Regions from separate parts of the Macaca mulatta genome. Here region 2 is linked to region 1. The links are chromatin contacts, called in public Hi-C maps. All regions are on one chromosome and are shown on one strand. Each heading gives the region's core, a stretch centred on a gene start, on an enhancer-like site or on the middle of the called end of the contact. The rest is flanking DNA. Distances are from core to core; before and after follow the strand shown. Region 1 holds the start of OLFM1 (olfactomedin 1). Region 2 has its middle 130 kb from the start of RXRA.

The links. A called contact is a pair of places that touch in the nucleus more often than the background predicts.
Region 2: a Hi-C map of fetal cortex germinal zone shows a contact between it and region 1, with 3 times the contacts expected there. The contact joins the enhancer-like site here to the promoter of OLFM1 in region 1. A contact is called at or near these places in 2 of 14 Hi-C or Micro-C datasets (fetal cortex germinal zone and fetal cortical plate).

What each region holds. Positions count from the first base shown.
Region 1 is chr15:7,420,097-7,424,824 of T2T-MMU8v2.0, reverse strand. OLFM1 (olfactomedin 1) reads left to right here and starts at 1,662. Exons shown (of 6, transcript XM_077967126.1): 1 at 1,662-2,038. It also overlaps the pseudogene LOC106993575.
Region 2 is chr15:8,046,909-8,051,488 of T2T-MMU8v2.0, reverse strand. No RefSeq gene overlaps it. Among named protein-coding and RNA genes, the nearest start is that of RXRA, 130 kb to the left of the region's middle. Within about 2 kb of position 1,973, at least 21 of the 40 cell types and tissues checked have an H3K27ac peak or open chromatin away from gene starts, as enhancers often do. A contact at or near this core is called in fetal cortex germinal zone and fetal cortical plate, where this site is marked.

The sequences.
Region 1 (4,728 bases), core at 413-2,912:
AAAGGAGGGTGGAGGGAGAGGGGACATCGAAAGGGAGGAAAGGGGAGGAGGGCACCAGGACAGGCAGAGCCAAGGGAGTCCTGGGGGAGGATACGCACCTACCTGTAAGGGGCCCTGTGGACCTGGCACGTGCCTATAAGGAGCCCTATTGTTGTGTGTTAGGTCGTGACACAGCTCCGCCCGCCCCAGGTGCCTTTTCGGAACCAGGAACCTAAGACAGGAGCTCTCCCACCAGGGACGGGGGCTTCCAGAACCCCCTTGACTCTGCCTGTCCTGGTGCCCTCGGTACCCGGCCCTGGTGGGGGAGCTCCTCTCTTAGGTTCCTAGTTCAGAAAAGGCACCTGGGGTGGGCAGAGCTGTGTCACAACCTAACACACAAGGAAAGGGCCCCTTACAGGCATGTGTGTATCCACCCCCAGGAGCACACAGACAGACCCTCCTCCACATGCCCTGGCTGGGGACAGGAGCCCAGCACCCAATGCTTGTTCCCGCTTCCACCCCTTTGCTGACCTCCCCACGGCATCAGGGCTGCCTGCCAGGTGACCAGGGTTCTAAGTCTGGCTTCCTCCCTGAACTGTCCTCCTGGAAACATCCTTCCTGAACCAGCTTCAGCTCACCTCATTGAAGGGTGACTTCTAAGGACCCATTCAGCTTTTATCTCCTGTCACTCCGTAGACATCAAGACTTAACATCCCATCCCTCCCACCCCCAGTTGTCACTCCCCCTTCCCAATCTTCGGCCCACTCCCTGTCCAGGGGCCCAGGTCCCCAGCGCGGGCAACCCCTCTGTCCCCATTCCGGGACCTGGAGCCTGCGAGGGCTCAGGCCGGCCAGGATGGAGTTCTCTATCCCAGTTCAATTTCCCCCGCCTTTTTGATGTCACATCCTGTCCCAGCCTGCTTCCCCGCCGGCCGCCGCCCTCCCTCCTCCCCGGGAGAGAGCTAGGCGCGCGGGTCCCTCTGCGCCACCCCCGCCCCCGCCCCTTCCGAGCAAACTTTTGGCACCCGCCTCAGCCCAGCGCGCGTTCGTGCTCCGCAGGGCGCGCCTCTCTCCGCCAATGCCAGGCGCGCGGGGGAGCCATTAGGAGGCGAGGAGAGAGGAGGGCGCAGCTCCCGCCCAGCCCAGCCCTGCCCAGCCCTGCCCGGAGGCAGACGCGCCGGAACCGGGACGCGATAAATATGCAGAGCGGAGGCTTAGCGCAGCAGAGCCCGCGCGCCGCCCGCTCCGGGTGCTGAATCCAGGCGCGGGGACACGAGCCAGGCGCCGCCGCCGGAGCCCGCGGAGCCGGGGCCAGAGCCGGAGCGCGTCCGCGTCCACGCAGCCGCCGGCCGGCCAGCACCCAGGGCCCTGCATGCCAGGTCGTTGGAGGTGGCAGCCAGACATGCACCCGGCCCGGAAGCTCCTCAGCCTCCTCTTCCTCATCCTGATGGGCACTGAACTCACTCAAGTACGTGCATCCAACGCCATTTTCCTCCCTGCCAGGCGACCGGCCCGGCCCCCCCGGGAGCCCCACAAAGTCCGGGAACGGTTCCGGCTCCACGCCGCCCCGCGCCCCGGGCCTGGGCGCCCGAAGCGCCGGGGTTGGGGAGGGGCCAGGGTGCTGGGCCAGACCTGGGTGGGAGGGAGGGGTGCAGGCTGACCCGAGACACGGTGCTCCTCCAGTCCCGGCCCAGCAGGGCTGACAGCTGCCCCCTTTTTCCTAGGACTTCGCTGCCCCCTGCTCCCTGCTGAGAAGTTCAAAGGGCAGCACGAGGGGGTGTTTGGCTGCTATTGTCATCTGGAGGGGGAAGAGTGAGAGCCGGATAGCCAAGTCCCCAGGCATTTTTGGAGGTGGCAGGACCTTAGTCCTACCCCCAACACACACCCCTGAGTGGCACATCCTCCCTTTGGGCATAACGCTGCCCTTGGGGGCTCCGGAAAGAGGCGGTGGGGATTGTGCCGCTGAGACCGGGAAGGGCAGCCAGCGTACCGGCCAGCTGGGTGCATTGTTGGCTTACTGTGTAGGGCTTGGGGGACTGTGGCCACATGCCCGGCAGGAGGTGAGTGAAGAGCCCTGTGGTGTGCCGGTGTGGGGATCCTGGGCATTTCAAAAGGGCTCGTTGTCCCCTGAACAATGTATCAATAGAGAAAGATCTCTGCTTGGTATTCTCCATTTTAAAGATGCATCTTGGAGCTGACAAGTCTTGGGGGAGGAGAAGGGCTGTCTGTGAGCGCCGAACTGGGAGGGCTGCTTTGGCACCATGGTGCTGGGAAGAGCCTGCCAGCCTCCGGAGCCGGGCTACTCGGGAGTGACATTAAAATGCCCTTTCAATGATACCACTGTGCCATGCTCTGAACTGGGAGACTCTGGCCCTTTGGAGTGGCAAGACCAGGAAGTGATGGGCAGCTAGCACCTTGGCCCCAAGCCCCAGCTGCCCCTGACCCTCCTTTCCTTCCTCCCTGCCTCCCTCTCCCTCAGAATAAAAGAGGAAACAAAGGAGAGAAGATGGGAGGGCCAGAGAGCGAGAGGAAGACCACAGGAGAGAAGATGCTGAATGAGGTTCCCTTGTTTTGCCTGGAAGCCCTCACTGGCTCCCTGGCTCTGCCCAGAACGTGCAGTCCAAATCCCAATCCAGCAGCGGGGTTACGTCGTCCCGTTTACCCTCAGAGTCCCTCTCCTGGTGCTGCCCAGACGATCGGCCGGTCCCCCGGGAGAGAGGTTCGGTGTGGCCTCTAGGAGAGAAGTTTTCTTGGCCACAGGAAGGCCTGGCGGAGGGGTGGTGGTTGTCCACTGTGACTGGACAGATGCATTCATTCACGTGCACACACACGCACGCACACACGCACACACAGGGGAGCAGATACCTGCAGAGAAGAGCAACCAGGTCCCGATGAGTGGCGAGCTGCCCTACAAAGAGCTGTGCTTGTGTCTTATCAAGACACCTTGGCAAAGAGATGGCTGGTTCTGGGTGGTCCTGGACAAGGCCGCACCCAAGGGCCCTCCAAGCCTTAATGGCACCCTTAAGCCTCCATGCCCAGGCCAAAAGATGCTTTTTCTCCGTAAGTTCTCCTCTTTGTGTCTTTGTAAAGATTCTCTGTTCTGGGGAGAAACTTTTGGTTCAACTTCAATTAGAAGCTTTATCTCAGTGGGGAAAGTATTTGTCCATCCACGCAAAGGGTCCTGGACATCCGAACCCCAGCCAGCCCCTGTGCACACCCCTGTATCCTCAGATCTTGGTGTCAGGGCCCAGTCAGCCACCTTCAGGACCCTGGTCAGCTCCGCCAGCCAGCAGCCTCCCGGGTCAGGAAGGGAAACGCCAGGAAGGGAAACGCCGTTGTTTTCTTTGCTGGCCTGGCAGGTTCCTTTCTCTGAAGCTGAGCCACAGGCTGTCTCAGGGGAATGTGTCCCTCGACTCAGCCAGGAGGCACGTCCCACCCTCACGGTACAGCTCTACCTTCCCTGGGCTGGCTTCTGATAATTGTGCTTTTGGAATCTTGCATTGGAGGCCAATTATCCCTAATGTGGTGGGATTTTGGAGAAAAGGCTCAGCAGGTGAAATCATGTTGAGTCTCTGAAGGGGGTGGACAGTGGCTGGCTCAGCACCAGCACCTGAGAGCCTGGCTACCCTGGTCCCCACCTGGGGATTATGCCAGGTGACTTTCATCTTTGACCTCCAAGAAGGTGGCACCTGGGGTCGGGAGTGGGTATGGGTGCAGGACCAGCCTGCTCTGATTCCAAGAGCTACCTGGGGATATCCATCCCCAAGCATCTTACTTTCTTGATTCCAAAGTTATGCATTGTGGGTTCCTTGAGCAATGCTGTTGACATTTGTGAGTGAGTGAAGAAACGAGTCTGGGCTTCAGGAAAGGGTGCTGGAGCTACCTGGTGTCTGCCTCCTGCTTCCACTGTAGGTAAATTGCTCCCCACAGCCACATCCTTGCTTTTAACTCCGCCCAAGGGATGGACATGCGATTCTAGGGCTACTGTGTTTCTAAATGAGCATACGTCGACATGAGAAAATGTCAGAAATGCCTGGATCCTACCTGCACTTAATACATGCTGCCTGGAGGATTCAGGCGGGCAGGCAGGGGGAGTGGAGCACATGGCCGGGCCATCTGTTCTCCCGACAGCTTGCTTACGATGAGACACTCCATCAAACGCCAACCGTTGATGGATGGCCTACGACACGCAAGGGCTGTGGGGCCAGGTGAACTTTGTCCTCAGACAGAAAGACATTTTACATGGTCTTGCTCTGTGGTTTTCAATAAAAGGCTGGTATTTCATGCTCTTAAAGAAGCAGGGTAAAGTGGCATAGTACTGAGCTTCCCGGGCAGGATACCGAGGCGTTGATCTCTGGGCCTTGGGGAAGGTGGGGCAGGGCAGGGGCTCCCTGGGCTCCCACCTCCACACCCCACAAGCTTCCTTTCAGAGTGAAGCATGTTTTTTGTAGGTAATAGGGTAAAAGGGACCGGGAATCTTTCTAGCAACAACCTTGAACCCAGATGGCCTCACTCTCACCCCGATCCCACCAGACATTGGCTGTGTGACCTTGAGAAAGGCCCTTTAACCCCTCTGAGCCTGACCTTCCTTGTTTCACAAGGAGGATTAAACAAGATGATTCTTGAGTAAGATCCCTTCCTACTACAGACCCCCAACCCCATTCTTTCATTGGCTTACTCATCCTCTCCTTAAACAAGCCCTTCCTGGATACCAGCTGGTTGGATTTAACTCGGTCAATTCTGGGCTTAC
Region 2 (4,580 bases), core at 724-3,223, 630 kb before region 1:
GAACATGCCAGGAGTTGTGGGTGGACCGGGGCCTCAGCTTGACACCCGGGGAGTATCTCACCCCCTCTGGTTCAGACTCTTGCTCTTTCATAAAAATCTCCCAAATTCTTGGTCAGTAAGACCTGGGTTAGTGGCCCCAGGGCCAGGGGACTGAAGTCGGGAGCTTTCCTAACAGACAGGCAGGGTTTGGGGAAGATTTTTCATTTGTTGGGGGTTGGATAGGTGGGGGAGGGGAGCGGGAGGACATGGGCTCTGCAGACCCTCTATAGCTCAGGAAGTGGCCAGGAGCCAAGGACCCTGTTGGTGGTGCAGGCCTGGAACCCAGTTTTCGGTCTCTTCTGCTCTGCCCCTGGGAGATACGAGTGTGGGCTCCGGAGTCACACATGTCAGCTCCCCGCTTGCTCACCCAGAGCCTCAGTTTCTGCCCCTGTGGAATGGGGCTAATACTAGCACCTTGCTTGTGGTGCTGCCTGAGCCAAGACCTGCAGTGGCTCCCATCTGGCATCACTCCAACACTCAGTGAGGGGCAGCTGTGCTAGACTGAGAGCGAGAGACCTTCCAGGTGCCAGGCTTTGCAGCCTCATTGGCCTTTTCTACTAAGGTCCTTTCTCTGGGTACCCACGGAGGTGGGTGGTTTGCACAGAAGCCATGACAAGTATGTGGGTCAACTGAGGACCCAGCTGCTGTGAAGGGCCTGGGAGAACCAGAGGTGCATGTGCTCAGGGAGTCTAACCTGGCTCTGGGGCAGAATGTCATAGGGCTGGTAGTGGGAGTGGAAGGTGGGGTCACCTGGACTGCAGGGGCCTGGGGTCAGCAAACTGCAGACTGTCCAGGGCATAGAGGGCCAAGGTATCAGTGTCACTGGAGGACATGAGGTGGCAGTGGGCCCTGGGTGGGGACAAGTCAAAAGGGCAGGACCCAGGAATTTTCCAGTAAGTATGAACCTAGTGAACTTTGGGTGCAACAAACAAGCTACTTTAGTTACAAACAATATACTTTAGATAAAAGCGAACAATTTGCCAAAAAACCCCAAGTGAACTAGGAGTAAATGGAACATGGATTGAGGGGGCCATACAGCCATTTGACCATTCTAGTTGGTAGCAGGGGCTCCCCACAGCACTGTGATGAGAAGGATTCTGAGGCTTTGTCTGGGTGCAGCAGACACAGGCTTTGTGGGACTGTCGCTGTGCAGTTGCGTGCTTCATTGGGTCAGTTGGAAAGTGAGGGTGGGAAGGTAGACAGCTTAAAGGTCCAAGGTCAGCAGACTTTGTTCCACTGTCCTCCTGAACTTGGAATTTGGTGGTTTATTTCTGTTGGTCATGTCAACCCCTCTTGGGCTTTAGAAACTCCACCAGTCCCTGAACACCCACCCTGCCCCACCCTACACCCCACACATAGGCAGAGACCTTGGTTTTGTTTGGAGAGTTACAACAGCTTATAAAGCTGGGTTGCAATTTTCTGAGTCTCCACTGGGTGGCACCCTCTAATGATTCCAAGTTTTAGGATTTCGAAAACCAAAATACCTTATTGAAGAAATTCAGTAAAGCCTACCTTTGCCACTGAATTCTGCAGATGACAGCGTTGAATTTAGTCATGTTCAAGGAAGGAGGCATCTCATGGACCCTTTGTCTTCCCTGCAAGGGCCTCTGTTTCCTTGGCATGCAGGGCAACACTTGATGGGAACTGTAGCAAAAGCAACTTCGCCAGAGGTCAGGATGCTTGTGAAACCTCATCACAACGGAAGATCCTCAGCTTGCTCCCCCAGAGAAGCCATGTGAGCTGTGTGCAGGGTCAACCCTACCCGGGTATCTTTACTATACACGGAGCGAAGGGAAAACATCCTAATGTGCCTCCATTGACTCAGGACATAGCGATCCCTGGTGCCGTGGCTGTCAGCATCCCCATCCACCACCTGAGGGCAGCGTCACCCCGCAGAGTGCACCCGGCAACCAAACTGGTGGCCCTTGCTGATTGGCTAAGCTCTGACGTTTCCCTGGCAACCACCTCCCAGCTCCTCCCTCTCCCATTTGCCCAGCTGTGGAACATGCTGCTTATTTTTATTTGCAGAAGCTGTCGTTTTGCTCTCCGTCCCCATGCTTAGGGGCCAAGATGCTGCCCCAAAATGGACCATGGTGGACTGTGGAAGCAGGGACAGACCCACGTATGAACATCCCTGATTTCATCTTAGCTGAAGGGTCCTCCTTTTCCTCCAGTGCTTGTGTTTCCCGCATCCTGCTCTGGAAATGAAGAGCAAAATACAGTGAAGGGGCTTTCAGAGCCAGGAGTGAAGGCAGAGAACTCTGTGATGCTTCCGTGATTCCCCAGGCAGAGCCCCTGCACCCCTCCTTGCCTGTTGCCCATCTCATGGACTGGGGAGAGTGTCTTGCCCCTGCCTGCTGCTGAGGGGAGGGAGGAGATGCAGAACACTGGGGTTCAGGAGCGTGGAAGTGTGGTGCCTGGGACATCTGCCCTGATTAGTCACAGGGGAGATTTGTGGTGGTCCTTCTGGAGCAGACCTTGTCAACTACAAAGCGACTATGAATTCTAATGACTTGAACCTCAGTGGCACACAACTAAGTTGTCCCCAGGGCCTGCAGGAAGACTCAGGAAGGTGCCTTCTGAGGTCAAAGGAAGACAGAGAGGAAAAAGCGGCATGCCTGGAGCCTGCTCGTGGTGCCTGGCCTTGAGGCTGGTGGATGCCTGCATCTGGGGCTGGAGCCCTTGGTCCCAGTTAAGCATGTGAGGAATCAAGGCATGGGGCAGGCAGTGAGTGTGGGAGGTGGTGGTGGGGGTGCCAATTTCGACAGCATGGCAACTGGGGCCTCCATGGGAAGCTGACCTGTCCTAGTCCACTTGGGCTGGGTGGCTCACAGACAACAGCTTATTGCTCATGGTCCTGGAGGCTGGAAGTCCAAGATCAAGGCACCTGCAGATTTAGTGTCTGGCAAGGGCCCATTGCTAGTTTAGAGATGGGTGCTTCTCTCTGCGTCCTCACATGGCAGAAGTGGGCAAGGCAGTTCTCAGAGACCTCTTTTATAAGGGCGCTCATCCTACTCATGAGGGCAGAGCCTCCCAGAGGTCTCACCTCCCAACACCATCAACTTGGAGGTTAAGATTTCAATGCATGACTTTTGTTGAGACACAGATGTTCAGTCTATAGCACAACTATACAACAATACAGGGAAAGGCATCCCAGGGTGGGGGAACAGCATATGCAAAGGCTTAGAGGCAGGAGACAACTGAGGTATGCAAAGAACAACACAGAGACACATGGGGAGAGAGGCTGGTGATGAGGTGGGACCATCGGGGCTGAGGGTTCTCCATGTTGCCCAGGCAGACATGTGCCAGAATTGCTGGATGTATCGTCCAGACATCCAGCAATTCCAGTGCTTCTTCTCAATCCCCTCTCAAATGCCTCTTTCACCTTTCACGAACGTTCCCTCCTGCTCAGGAGGGTCAGCTTGCCTGGCCTGTGTCTCTGCCCCCTCCTTCCCTTCCCTCTCTCCCTCCATCCCTTCATCTGCCTTATGGACTCCTCCCTGAGAAGAAGGCCAGCTCCCAGTCTTCCCAGTCTTCCCTTCCCTCAGGCCCAATCCAGCCTGAGCACAGTCTGGATTGAGTCTTTAGGCTTGGTCAAGAGTGTGTTTGCAAACCTCTTCACTCCTTGCTGGCTAGGGCTTCCCATCTTCTTGACCAGGTCCCCTGAGACCCCAAGGCAGGCATCCACTGGGGCTAATCACATGAATGGGTATAGTTCCAAGAGGTGGGAACTGTGGTTTTGTAAATTTCACAGGTTGTCTGCATTTCACAAGTGCACAGGTGTACCATGGTGAATCAGAGGCTCCAAGGCAAGGCTTATGGTGTTTAGCCCTGAGCATACACCCACCCATCTACCCACCCATCTATTCACCCATCCACCCATCCATCCACCTACCCATCCACCTACACACCCACCAATCCATTCATCCATCCATCCATCTACCCACTTACCAATTCATCCATCCATCCATCTACCCACCTATTCACCCATCCACCTATCCATCCACCCACCCATCCACCTACCCACTCACCAATCCATTCATCCATCCATCTATCCATCCATCCATCCATCCATCCATCCACTTACCAATCCATCCATCCATCCACCCATCGATCCATCCATCCACCTATCCATCCACTCATCCATCCATCCACTCATCTATCCACCCACCCATCCACCTACCCACCCACAAATCCAATCCATCCATCCCTCCACCCACCCATCCATCCACCCATCCACCCATTCACTCACCCAGTCATCCATCCATCCATCCATCCATCCATCCATCCATCCACTCATCTATCCACCCACCCATCCACCTACCCACCCACAAATCCAATCCATCCATCCATCCACCCACCCATCCATCCACCCATCCACCCATTCACTCACCCAGTCATCCATCCATCCATCCATCCATCCATCCATCCATCCATCCATCTATCCATCCATCCACCCACCCAGTCACCTATCCATCTACTTATTCATTCACCCAGTCACCTATCTATCCACCCAGCCAACCCACCCATCTATTCATCCA